3 separate regions of the Mus musculus genome follow, and regions 1 and 2 are each linked to region 3. Evidence: chromatin contacts called from public promoter capture Hi-C data. All regions are on one chromosome and are shown on one strand. Each heading gives the region's core, a stretch centred on a gene start, on an enhancer-like site or on the middle of the called end of the contact. The rest is flanking DNA. Distances are from core to core; before and after follow the strand shown. Region 1 overlaps Tns1 (tensin 1). Region 2 overlaps Tns1 (tensin 1). Region 3 holds the start of Catip (ciliogenesis associated TTC17 interacting protein).

Evidence for each region. Promoter capture Hi-C pulls out the DNA fragments that hold promoters and counts their contacts.
Region 1: a promoter capture Hi-C map of liver shows a contact between it and region 3, with 1.9 times the contacts expected there. The contact joins the enhancer-like site here to the promoter of Catip in region 3. A contact is called at or near these places in 3 of 39 promoter capture datasets (liver, neutrophils and pre-B cells), 1 of 115 datasets of contacts at active chromatin or transcription factors (pancreatic cancer cells) and 2 of 9 other capture datasets (embryonic stem cells and liver).
Region 2: a promoter capture Hi-C map of hippocampal neurons shows a contact between it and region 3, with 2.1 times the contacts expected there. The contact joins the enhancer-like site here to the promoter of Catip in region 3. A contact is called at or near these places in 2 of 39 promoter capture datasets (the 3T3-L1 cell line and hippocampal neurons), 1 of 484 Hi-C or Micro-C datasets (cerebellum) and 2 of 9 other capture datasets (adipose tissue and embryonic stem cells).

The regions. Positions count from the first base shown.
Region 1 is chr1:74,081,294-74,084,434 of GRCm38.p6, forward strand. The region is part of intron 1 of Tns1 (tensin 1); the gene reads right to left. Among named protein-coding and RNA genes, the nearest start is that of Gm31637, 13 kb to the right of the region's middle. Within about 2 kb of position 1,723, at least 98 of the 459 cell types and tissues checked have an H3K27ac peak or open chromatin away from gene starts, as enhancers often do. A contact at or near this core is called in embryonic stem cells, liver and pancreatic cancer cells, where this site is marked.
Region 2 is chr1:73,990,121-73,993,423 of GRCm38.p6, forward strand. It overlaps Tns1 (tensin 1), which reads right to left. Exons shown (of 33, transcript NM_001289895.2): 9 at 3,043-3,093; 10 at 1,980-2,102; 11 at 1,555-1,619; 12 at 191-274. Among named protein-coding and RNA genes, the nearest start is that of Gm39664, 39 kb to the right of the region's middle. Within about 2 kb of position 1,326, at least 16 of the 459 cell types and tissues checked have an H3K27ac peak or open chromatin away from gene starts, as enhancers often do. A contact at or near this core is called in hippocampal neurons, where this site is marked.
Region 3 is chr1:74,360,524-74,363,834 of GRCm38.p6, forward strand. Catip (ciliogenesis associated TTC17 interacting protein) reads left to right here and starts at 1,612. Exons shown (of 10, transcript NM_001379457.1): 1 at 1,612-1,663; 2 at 1,844-1,999; 3 at 2,227-2,424; 4 at 2,729-2,784. The coding sequence starts at 1,639.

The sequences.
Region 1 (3,141 bases), core at 473-2,972, 280 kb before region 3:
GAGGGGTCAAACGACCTTTACACAGTCATCACTTAAGACCATCAGAAAATACAAATGCTTACGTTATGATCCATAACAGTACCAAATTACAGTTATGGAGTAGCAAAAAAAAAATTATGGTTGGGGGTCACCAAGACATGAGGAACTGTATTAAAGAGCTGCAGCATTAGGAAGGTTGAGAACCACTGATCTAGAACATAAAGCCCTGCACAGGCACGACCCGCTGTACAGCTCATTCCACACGTAGACTACAGAGTCTCCCACCCTGGGGACTCCTCGAGGAAGCATGCCCTGCCTGACATAGGTCCCTCCTCTACAGGAACTCTCCAGGGAACAGGCTCAGCTGGAGCCCTTTCTGGGCACACACCCAGGCCAGGTCGTGGACACTGCAGTGTGCAGAGGGATCTCATCACACACCTTGTCCCTGAGCCTCCCAGCTCTGAGCCAGGGCCAGAGGAGACAACTTGGCTTGGAGGAGGAAGAGTGGCCCACACACTAAGCAAACACAGGCTCCTATCTGACAACACGGAGGAGGTTCTGGGTGCTACCAAAACACAGAGAAATGCAGGCAATAAGAGACTGGATCAGAGGCAGCAAGCCAAAGAGACAGGAAGAAATAGACAGAGGGAGGAGGAGGAAGCTGTCTGAGAATGAGACAAGCCACAGAGAAGATAAGGGAAGAGAAAAAGAAAGGCACAAGCCATGAGTACACAGAGAGCAAGCATGAATAGAGGCACACAGCTAAGAGGGAACCAGGAAACAAAGAGGGACAGACAGAAGGACCCAGGAGCTCCCAAAGGCCACATCAGGGAAGAGCTGAGGCTCGGGACACAATGATAGCCGTGGCTTCAAAGAGCTCATTGTGAGGCAAATAATAAACGAAGAAATCAAAAGGTGGTGGAAGATTAAAAACAGAATAGAGTCTCCAAGCTCCTCCCCACATTGTACAAATAAGTTACAAAGGATGAAACGGGGTTTGGAGGCACAGCTGTAATCCCAACAGCCTGAGTTCAAGGTCAGCCGGAGACAGACCTGAAGCTGCCTCAGAAATAAAGTGGGAGATAGGTTTCCCGGACAGATGCCAATCAAGTGATCAAAGTAAGTTACTGTCACCCGGGACGAGATGAATGGAAGTGGTACCCGTGGGATGGCTGACCAAGTGTAGAGTATCACTCTCTGACAGTCCTGCCAAAAGCCACAACCTGAATCCAATCAAGAGGAAACATCAGGCTGACACAAGCTGAGGCACAGTCTACAAATGAAATGGCCCGGAGCCTTCACAAGTGACAAGGTTACGAAAGTCACGGGAAGACAGAGATTCCCAGACAGGAGGCGACTCCAGACACGGCAGCTAAAAGCAGTGGCTGATTCTGAACTAGATGTTTGTGGTGGCCTTAAGGACGTCTCAGGGACACCCAGTGAGACACCACAGTGTCTGAGAATTAGAAGGCAGTGGCATCTTCATGCCATCAACCTCTGATGTTGGCCTCTGTGTCCCCTGAAACGGAGTCCTCGTGAGGTCAAGGAGGTATTCAAAGTCGAGTGGGGGGCAGCAACTCGCTCCCCCAAAGTTCAGGAGGGAAAGATCTTTGTGCCGAGTGAGTTTGCAACCATTCTGAAGCTTAAGATTGTTTTGAAATCAAAGATAGCCAGGCAGACTAGGTGAAAGGCAAGAGCAAACAGACAAGTCCAGGGCAGAGGTAAAAGCAAAGCAAGAAGAGGTTGAAGGCGTCAGCAGCGCCTCCTGGTGGTCATACTGAGCAGCAGCACTCCCCGAGCCGGTCCTAAATACCCCCCAGCTCCAGCCAGGAGTCTACCATTCCAGTCTACTGCCTGGGTTCAGTGAGGGTAGGGGCCTCCATCCCCTTCCAGTCTGCTGTCTCTCCTCCCACTTTCTCATCTCAGAGTTTGGTTGTCAGATTTCCTGGTCAATTTTGTCAGACATACTGGGGAGGGGCCCCAGCCATGGTGTGGGGTGGGAGGTGGAACAGAGAGGGAACTTGCAGTCCAGTTGGAGAGTGATGTGAGGGAGGCAGGCAGGAAGTCCCAGGCCTCTTTCTTCCTCCCCACTTAAAGAAACAGAATTTGACATTCTAGATAACCTTCCAAAACTCCCCTCCCTATACCCCCAAGTCCAGCCCTTTTCCCAAAGCCTAAGGAAAAGTCCCTTTTCCCAGAGCTCTGGAGTCCTTACAGCCTAGTGGGTAGGAGGGGGCAAGTGACGCCTTCCAGGCTGTTAAGAGACTATCCAGACTCATGCCTGGGACTGTGATACCACTGTCCCATCTGTCCTGGAAAACCTGAGTCTATAAACTTGCCCACAGTGGACCCGGAGGGCTAATGGGTGGTTCCAGGACTCTGACCTCCTCTAAGCAGTTCTGGGTGACTTTCCCCTCATCTAGCTCTGATGGAAGAACAGGCCTGGAATACACTGGGGCTGTGTAGCCGAGTGCATTGACAACCTTCTCTGGACCTCAGTACAAGGCGAAGCTTCGAGCTGCGGAGGGAGGGGGTGTGCTGACAGCTGTGGGGAGCAGAGAATATGAGGACACGTTAGCCCCCTAAGGACAGACTATAAAAATCTGTGTGAGGAAAAGTCAGCTCCATCATCCCCAATGAGAAGCAGGCCTCAGCTTCCCACACTAGGAAGTAGGGTATCCAGGGATGCTATAGAAAGGCTCAACACGTGGATTCTAATGTCACAGGATGTTGGTGGAGATGGTTTAGGGTGGGTTAGCCTCCTCCCTCTGATACCCAAGGACGTCTCAACCCTACAGACCAGAGTCAGAGCTTGCTACAAGAGCAGATTGGTGTTTAAGTCTGGCTCACCCTGCCCCGCTCGCCCATCTGGGACTGCTCCCCAGGTCCAGGCAGAGGATGAGAGTGAGCCCCATAAAGCCCACAAGCCCATAAAACATGCAGTGCCATCCAAGGACGGTGGCTTGTTAGGACAACGATTGCTGTCTTCCTGACAGGCGGCAGACAGCCACATGGGGCACAGCCAGGCCCTGCCCTCCCTGGATTAACAGGCAAGCCCAGAGGCAGGAGACATGGCCACAATGAAGGGAGGGGTGTCCTGGTGGCTCCAGCACTGTCCCACCTCCCTGCAAGCCAGAGTCAGAGCAAGGGAGCAGGGAAGGG
Region 2 (3,303 bases), core at 76-2,575, 370 kb before region 3:
TGTTTTCTGCTAGAGGCTGCCGAAGCCAACTGACACCCCAACCTATGGGCACCACCATACCTGTGTCACTGCAGGCTAAATGCCCATGCTTGACACACCCTCAATTAAGTAGCTGTCTACCCCCTGAGAGTGAACAAGGCACAGTATCCACCACAGGAAAGCACAGGTTGGGCTGGTCCCAGGCACCCACCTCCTCTGGGATGGCTGGCCAATGGGCACGATCTTGTCCTCATAGAATCTCTTCATTGCAAACCGGTCCAGAGCCTGGTCAGCACTGTGGGGAGACACAAGACAGTCAAAGAAGCCCACTCCTACACTCACGGGCCTCTTGTCCCCTTCCTCAGAGCCCCACCCCCCCAGGCTTGTACAGCCCCTCAACCAAATCTGGTCACTGTGGAAGGTCATACCCCTCCTCAAAACATGCTACACTGAGAAGCCTTCAGGAAGAGCATGCTCAAGCATCTTCAATCTGTGTGGCACAGGACTCAGCCAGGGATTCTACAACCTGGCGGCCTGGGCACCTATCTCTAGACTGCTACTAATCGGCTCCGGGGACGTAATCCTTTCCATCAAACCTCATCCCTTGCATCAAACGAGGCTTAAAGGAGATTGGATGAGGTGATAGCCATAAGGGCTTGCCAGCCATGGGTGTATACATGTCCACTCAGCAGACACAAGGACCACTGAAACCCTCTACACAGCATACAGAGATAATTCTGGTATTCCAACAACTTTCAGTCCTGTTTAGAGTAAATGCAAAGTCCTTGTTAAGGCCACCAAAGCCATTGTTCTCTGTTACCTGACTGTCCCCAAGCCTTCTCCGACTCTATGGTCACCAGACCCTTTTATTCCACCCACAGCTCCTCTCTAAGACCTACAGAAATTCTTTATGCCTTTAGAGTCACAGGTCCCCCGGCCACATGCCCGAGTCACTTCTGGTCTGTTTGCATAGCCACAACCATGGATGCTGCTGAGAGACTTGATTGGTATTTGAAGTCCTCCAGGGCAGGCCCTGGGCTGTAACCTCTACATTCTTTCAAGCGCCATTATAACATGGTCCTGGACACAGCAGCCTCTGGGTAGCCATGCTAGATGAACAAGCCTTCAGCCTCTGTGCTGAGTGGTGTCAGAATGGAATCTGCATACTGGCTGGTTCCTGTTCTTTCTTCCAAATACCCAAGCCAAAAGACATCCCCGCCGTGGGCTTGAGTAACTTCCAGATTGTCCCCTGAGTCCAATTCTGATGCAGTTATCTCTTTCTGACTCCTTCCTGGATCATCGAGGGGAACAGAAGGCAGCTGAGGGAGAATAAGCCGCTCAAAGCTGTTGTGTGGGTGTCTTCCACACGGGAGGGGATGCTCTTCCTTGTCGCCAGCTGTTTCCATGCTGCCTCAGAGCTGGAGGACACTGTGTCTATCTCTGGGGGCTCCTGCACCTCTCGTCCATCCTGCTCCTCCATCTGAGGGCAGCTCCTTGCCTCAAGGTGGGAGAGGGGTGTCCCCACATCAACGCCCAGAGCACAGAAGCTGGGATAAAAGACAGCTGACCTCTCACCTGGCTGAAATGTTGCTGTAGTGCAGATACGCTGCAATGACAACCCCAATCCTGCCTCGGTTTCCCTGAAAGAGGCAAAAAGCAATCATTGGTCAAAGAGGCTCTGCCGTCAAAAGTCCACCCCAAAGCCTAGGGGCCAAGGGTAAGAGAGAAGGGTGCTGTTCTGCAGAAAGAGGAACATTGGGGAGGGAGGCAGGAGGATGGGAGTCAGAAAAGTCAGTGCACCCTCCACCGCTAGACACATAGGTCACTGCCCTGCCCCCACGTGTTGGCGGTATTCTCTTAGGCAGAAGCTATCATGTTCTGGAATGGAAAACACAAATGGGTGGGTGAGCACAATCACATAATCTGAACACCCGGGCAGGTGTGCACATGCAGTTGTATACACACAGGTACATGCGCACGTGGACAGCCCCTGCTCTGACCTTGTTGTGGAGAACAACGACATTGTGGGGGTCTGCATTGAGCCAGGTGTCCATGGCCTTACAGACACTGCATATCTTCTCCAGGGCCGGTGTGTGCAGGTCAGGCCAGCCGAATTCCAGGACCTGTGATTGAGACACAAGCAAGAAAAGAAAGCCTAGGAATTCCATCAAGCCAGTCAGCACAATATGGGGACAGTCACCAGCAGCCTGGCCTCCGTTCCTGTCCTGCCCACCAGTCCTGCTGACAGGCAAGGCTTAACAAGCAAAGGGCATGACCTGGGACCTAGGCTCAAAGTAGGGTCTTAGGCAAGCAATGTCCCTTTCCCAGAGCTGTTGTCCTCACAGGGGTGTGCCAAGGTTTACAACGTGAGACTGTGATCTCAAAGCTTCCAGAAAGGCCTGAGCCTAGCCCTTCAGCTCCCCTCCAAGGCCAGTTCAAGGCTGACAGGGTGTCAGGAAAGAAAAGGGTCCCCTGATGCTCACAGTCCTTTGGATACACAGACTGCCCATTCCCGGCCCTCTGAGAGAAGTCTAAAGTGTGCAGAAGTGGGGCTTCCCAGTGGCCTTCAGCCCTCAAGGCCTCCTTCAGTCCTCTCTAATTTCACAAAACACTAAATGAAAAGAGCTGCTATTTGGCAGGGTCCACAGAGCATGCCTAAGCCAGATGTCCACTTTCAGACACACGATCTGAGGCCCAGAGCAGTCTGTTGCTTGCTTAACATCCCATAATGACAGGCACCAGAATCCAAAATAGAAGCCAAGGTCCCCTCTCTAAAAACCCACTTAGCAAGCAAAATAAACCCTGGGGACAGGCACATATAGATAAGTCACAACCCCAGGCCCACTCCTAGAAACCCTGTGTATTCCCTCTCCAGGACAGATGAGGTCAGAACCCACTGTGTGAAATTTCAGTTGTTGGTACTACAGTCCATTTTGTCAATCTGAGATGCCCTTGAACTTGGAACTGTCATGGCACTAACATAAGAAGGGACTTGTTCTCTCTCCTGCTAGCCCAGGCTAGTCCAGGCTAGGCCCAGTCTTCCCAGAACAGCCACAGACTCACCTTAGCATGCAGCTTGGTGATGTCAGGCCTCTGTTCAGAGAGGTTGAATAGCTAGAAAGAGACAGAGGGAAAGACCAATAAGAGTGAGGGGGAAGATGTTGCGAGAGGGAGTTTGTCCCAGTTGTCAGGAGCCCACCCACAGGCCCGCCATGAGCTCTTAAACTCCTATACCTTCGTTACTCTCTCCCCTAACGGAAGTTTCCACCACAACACACATATTGGCCAACAGGATCAGCAGTGAGTTCTCAGGAAAGGTGGAGG
Region 3 (3,311 bases), core at 362-2,861:
TGCCTCTGGTCAAGTCTTGGCTGTGAAGGATTAGCTGTGTGACGAGTGAAGCCAGTTAGCCTCTCTTTGCCTTAGTTTTCTTCTCCATAAAACCCACATATTACCTCCATATGAGGTCATAGCCTACATCAGCCAAGCATGGTAGTGCACACCTGTGATCCCAAAACTCGGAAGGCAGGGGCAGAATAACTATCTCTAGGACAGCCTGAGCCACATAGTAAGCCCTAGGCTCGATTCCCCCAGTGCCTCATAACCTGGGAATGGTGGCACACGCCTGCCTGTAATTGTAGGACTCAGGAGAAAGAGACAGGAAGGTCAGAAATTTAAGGTCATTCTCTGCTTCATTAAGTTTGAAGTCAGCCTGGGATATATAAGACCCTGTCTCAAAACAACAAAACAAGGGGCTGGAGAGATGGCTCAGTGGTTAAGAGCACTGACTGCTCTTCCGAAGGACCTGAGTTCAAATCCCAGCAACCACATGGTGGCTCACAACCATCCATAATGAAATCTGACGCCCTCTTCTGGTGCATTTGAAGACAGCTACAGTGTACTTAGATATAATAATAAATCTTTAAAAACAAAGAAAGTTCCCAGCACTTGGGAGGCAGAGGCAGGAGGATTTCTGAGTTCGAGGCCAGCCTGGTCTACAGAGTGAGTTCCAGGACAGCCAGGGCTACACAGAGAAACCCTGTCTTGAAAAAATCAAAAAGAAAAAAGAAAAACCAAAAAGGAAAACAAAAAAGACAAAAGAGAAAAGACTTTGCTGTCCCTCTCAGCGTGACCATCATTATGCCTACATGCCTCAATGATGACAGTCCCAGTAAGATGAGGAGGCATCCAAGCTCATAGGTGAGTCACAGAGGCCCCTCTGAAAGTTGCAGCTTGCAGAAAAGAAGATGAACAGCCTTGGTGAACCTGGGAATTAGAAACAGTTTCTACTGAGTGCGAAGGCTTTCCCACCATCGTAAAGGCAATGAATGGGAACCTGAGGCTCAGGAGATAGGAGACTGTTTTTATTGGGACTGTAGCACACAAAGACAGTTGTCCAACCTTGAAGTGGATTCTGTGTGTGAGCCTAGGTCCGGCCCAGGAGTCATGAGTGCCCGGTTTATGGGCACAAGTCACTACTTCTGGTTTAGTCTACTACTTCTTTGTATTATTATTATTATTATTATTATTATTATTATTATTATTATTATTATTATTATTATTATATTTTATATATTTGGGTGTTTTGTTGGATGTTTGTGTGTGTGCCATGTATGTCTCTGGTATCCATGGAGTCCAGAAGTGGGTGTTGGATCCTACAGAACTAGAGACAGTTGTGAGCCATCTTGTGAGTGCTGGGATTCAAACCCAGGCCCTCTGGAAAAGCAGCCACTGCTTTCAACCGCTGAGCCACCTCTCTAGCCCCCTTCGTCCATGAATTCCCAAGGAAGTTGTAAAGACCTGCTTTCCCTCAGCCTCTTAAGAATGTCAAAGGCTCCCTCTGCTGGACAACCTCTTAAGCTTGGGCTGAGCCCCAAAGCTTGACAAATCTAGGTTCAGTAAAGTGGGTTGATTGCCCTTTAAGAGGCAGTACCTAGCTTTCTGGTTGCCATGGAGACTACTAGTCACAGACTGACTAGCCTCAATAAAATGTCTTCCAAAGTTTCCCCCACTGGTGAGGAATGGACTTCTGGTCTGTGGGTGGAGGGAGAAGGGGTATTTGTCCCTTGCAAACCCACCAAAGTGTGGTCTTCGCAAATTTAACTTTTGGGGATGGGGATCAGAACCAGGTATCCCTACCTACTCTACCCTTTTCTCTAGAGTCTGACTTATTAGCTTTTTCTTCCTCTTGTAGTTTCCAAAGCCAAGGACCAGCATCACTTAGGCCAGCTGCAGCAACAGCAGCAGCAGCGGCAGCAGCAGCAGCCATTCCCAGAAGCCAATGCTGAAGCCATCAGCTTTCTCAACTCCTTCTGTGAGCCAGATGGTGGGGCAGGCGTGGGGAGGAGAGGTACAAGTCTCTCTCTCCACCCGATCCTCTTGAGATTCAGAAAAGACCTGTTTGCTAATGAACATGGAGGGACAAGCCTGTCGGGGAGAGCTTTACCAGCTGGCACCGAGTGATGACAAGGAGGAGTGACGGGGCTGGTTAGGAGATGGGAGACGTGACAAGGGGTGAGTGGGTGGTGTGGGGTCTAGAGGCTGGGCCTGGAGAGACAGCTTCTCTGCACCACCCAGGGCTGGAGGATATGCTCCTGTTCTTCCCGGAGACTCTGGCCATCCTCTCAGACACAGGGGAACCTCAGGGAGAACTGACCATTGAGGTGCAGAGGGGGAAGTACAAGGACGACATAGGGATCCTGACCCACTGTCTACTGGTCCACGCCTCTAGCCGCGGCTTCCTAGACAAATCGCTGTGTGGGAGCTCCCTCCTAGGTACAGCCCTGACTGCTGCCTGTCCCTCACATCTTCTCTCCACGCCCCACCCCCATTCCAATCCATAGGTCCTTAATTGGGACCTGCCCCTTGACTTACCTGGGAGAGGGTAAAGCCTGGGGGAGGGGAAGAAGAGGAAGGGGGAGAGGAGAGGGAGGAGGAGGGGAGGTCATTCCCAGTCACATACCCAGGACAAGAACAGTGTTGACCACCCTGTCATTTTCCCATGGCCACGTTGCCCCAGCCTGGGCCAGCCCGTTCCCTAGCGTCCATCCTATGACATCAGTGCCTCCCTGTACCCCAGGCTACCTAAACAACAATCTGGAGCTGATGGAACAGCACAGTCAGGAGTTCATCAAGGTATTTACTCCCAGCCTCCCCCAGCCTTGCCCCTGCTCCAGGGTAAGCCAGAACATGGGCTTTACGAGGGTGGGAGGGACCTCTGGAGAATATCACACTCCCATATCCCACCAGCCCGAACCTGCACCACACACGGTTGGTTTGATAACCAGTCACCTCCATTACTGCTGCTGATGTTGTCTGGATGCACAAACCGAGCCCAGCCCACTGGCCTCCTCCGGCCTGAAAGCCTGGTCCACTTCCCAGAGCCACGTGACCTGACCTTTCCCAGAGCCTGTCACTATTTAGCCTCCAAATCTGGCTCTATCCTCTTCACCCAGTCCCTTCAGAAACTTCCTCTGTGGGGCCATGCCCTGTCTAAACATGGGAGATGACTTGGGCCTAACAGCCTTCTCAGAGAATCTGTTCCCAGCTTCCAGCCTGTGTTCCGTTCTGAGGTTTACAGCTGTTCATCTTTCCTATTACATACTATGGGCCTATTTCTGACTTCCACCATAAATGGAAGATCTCCTTTCCTCCCTCTCCTC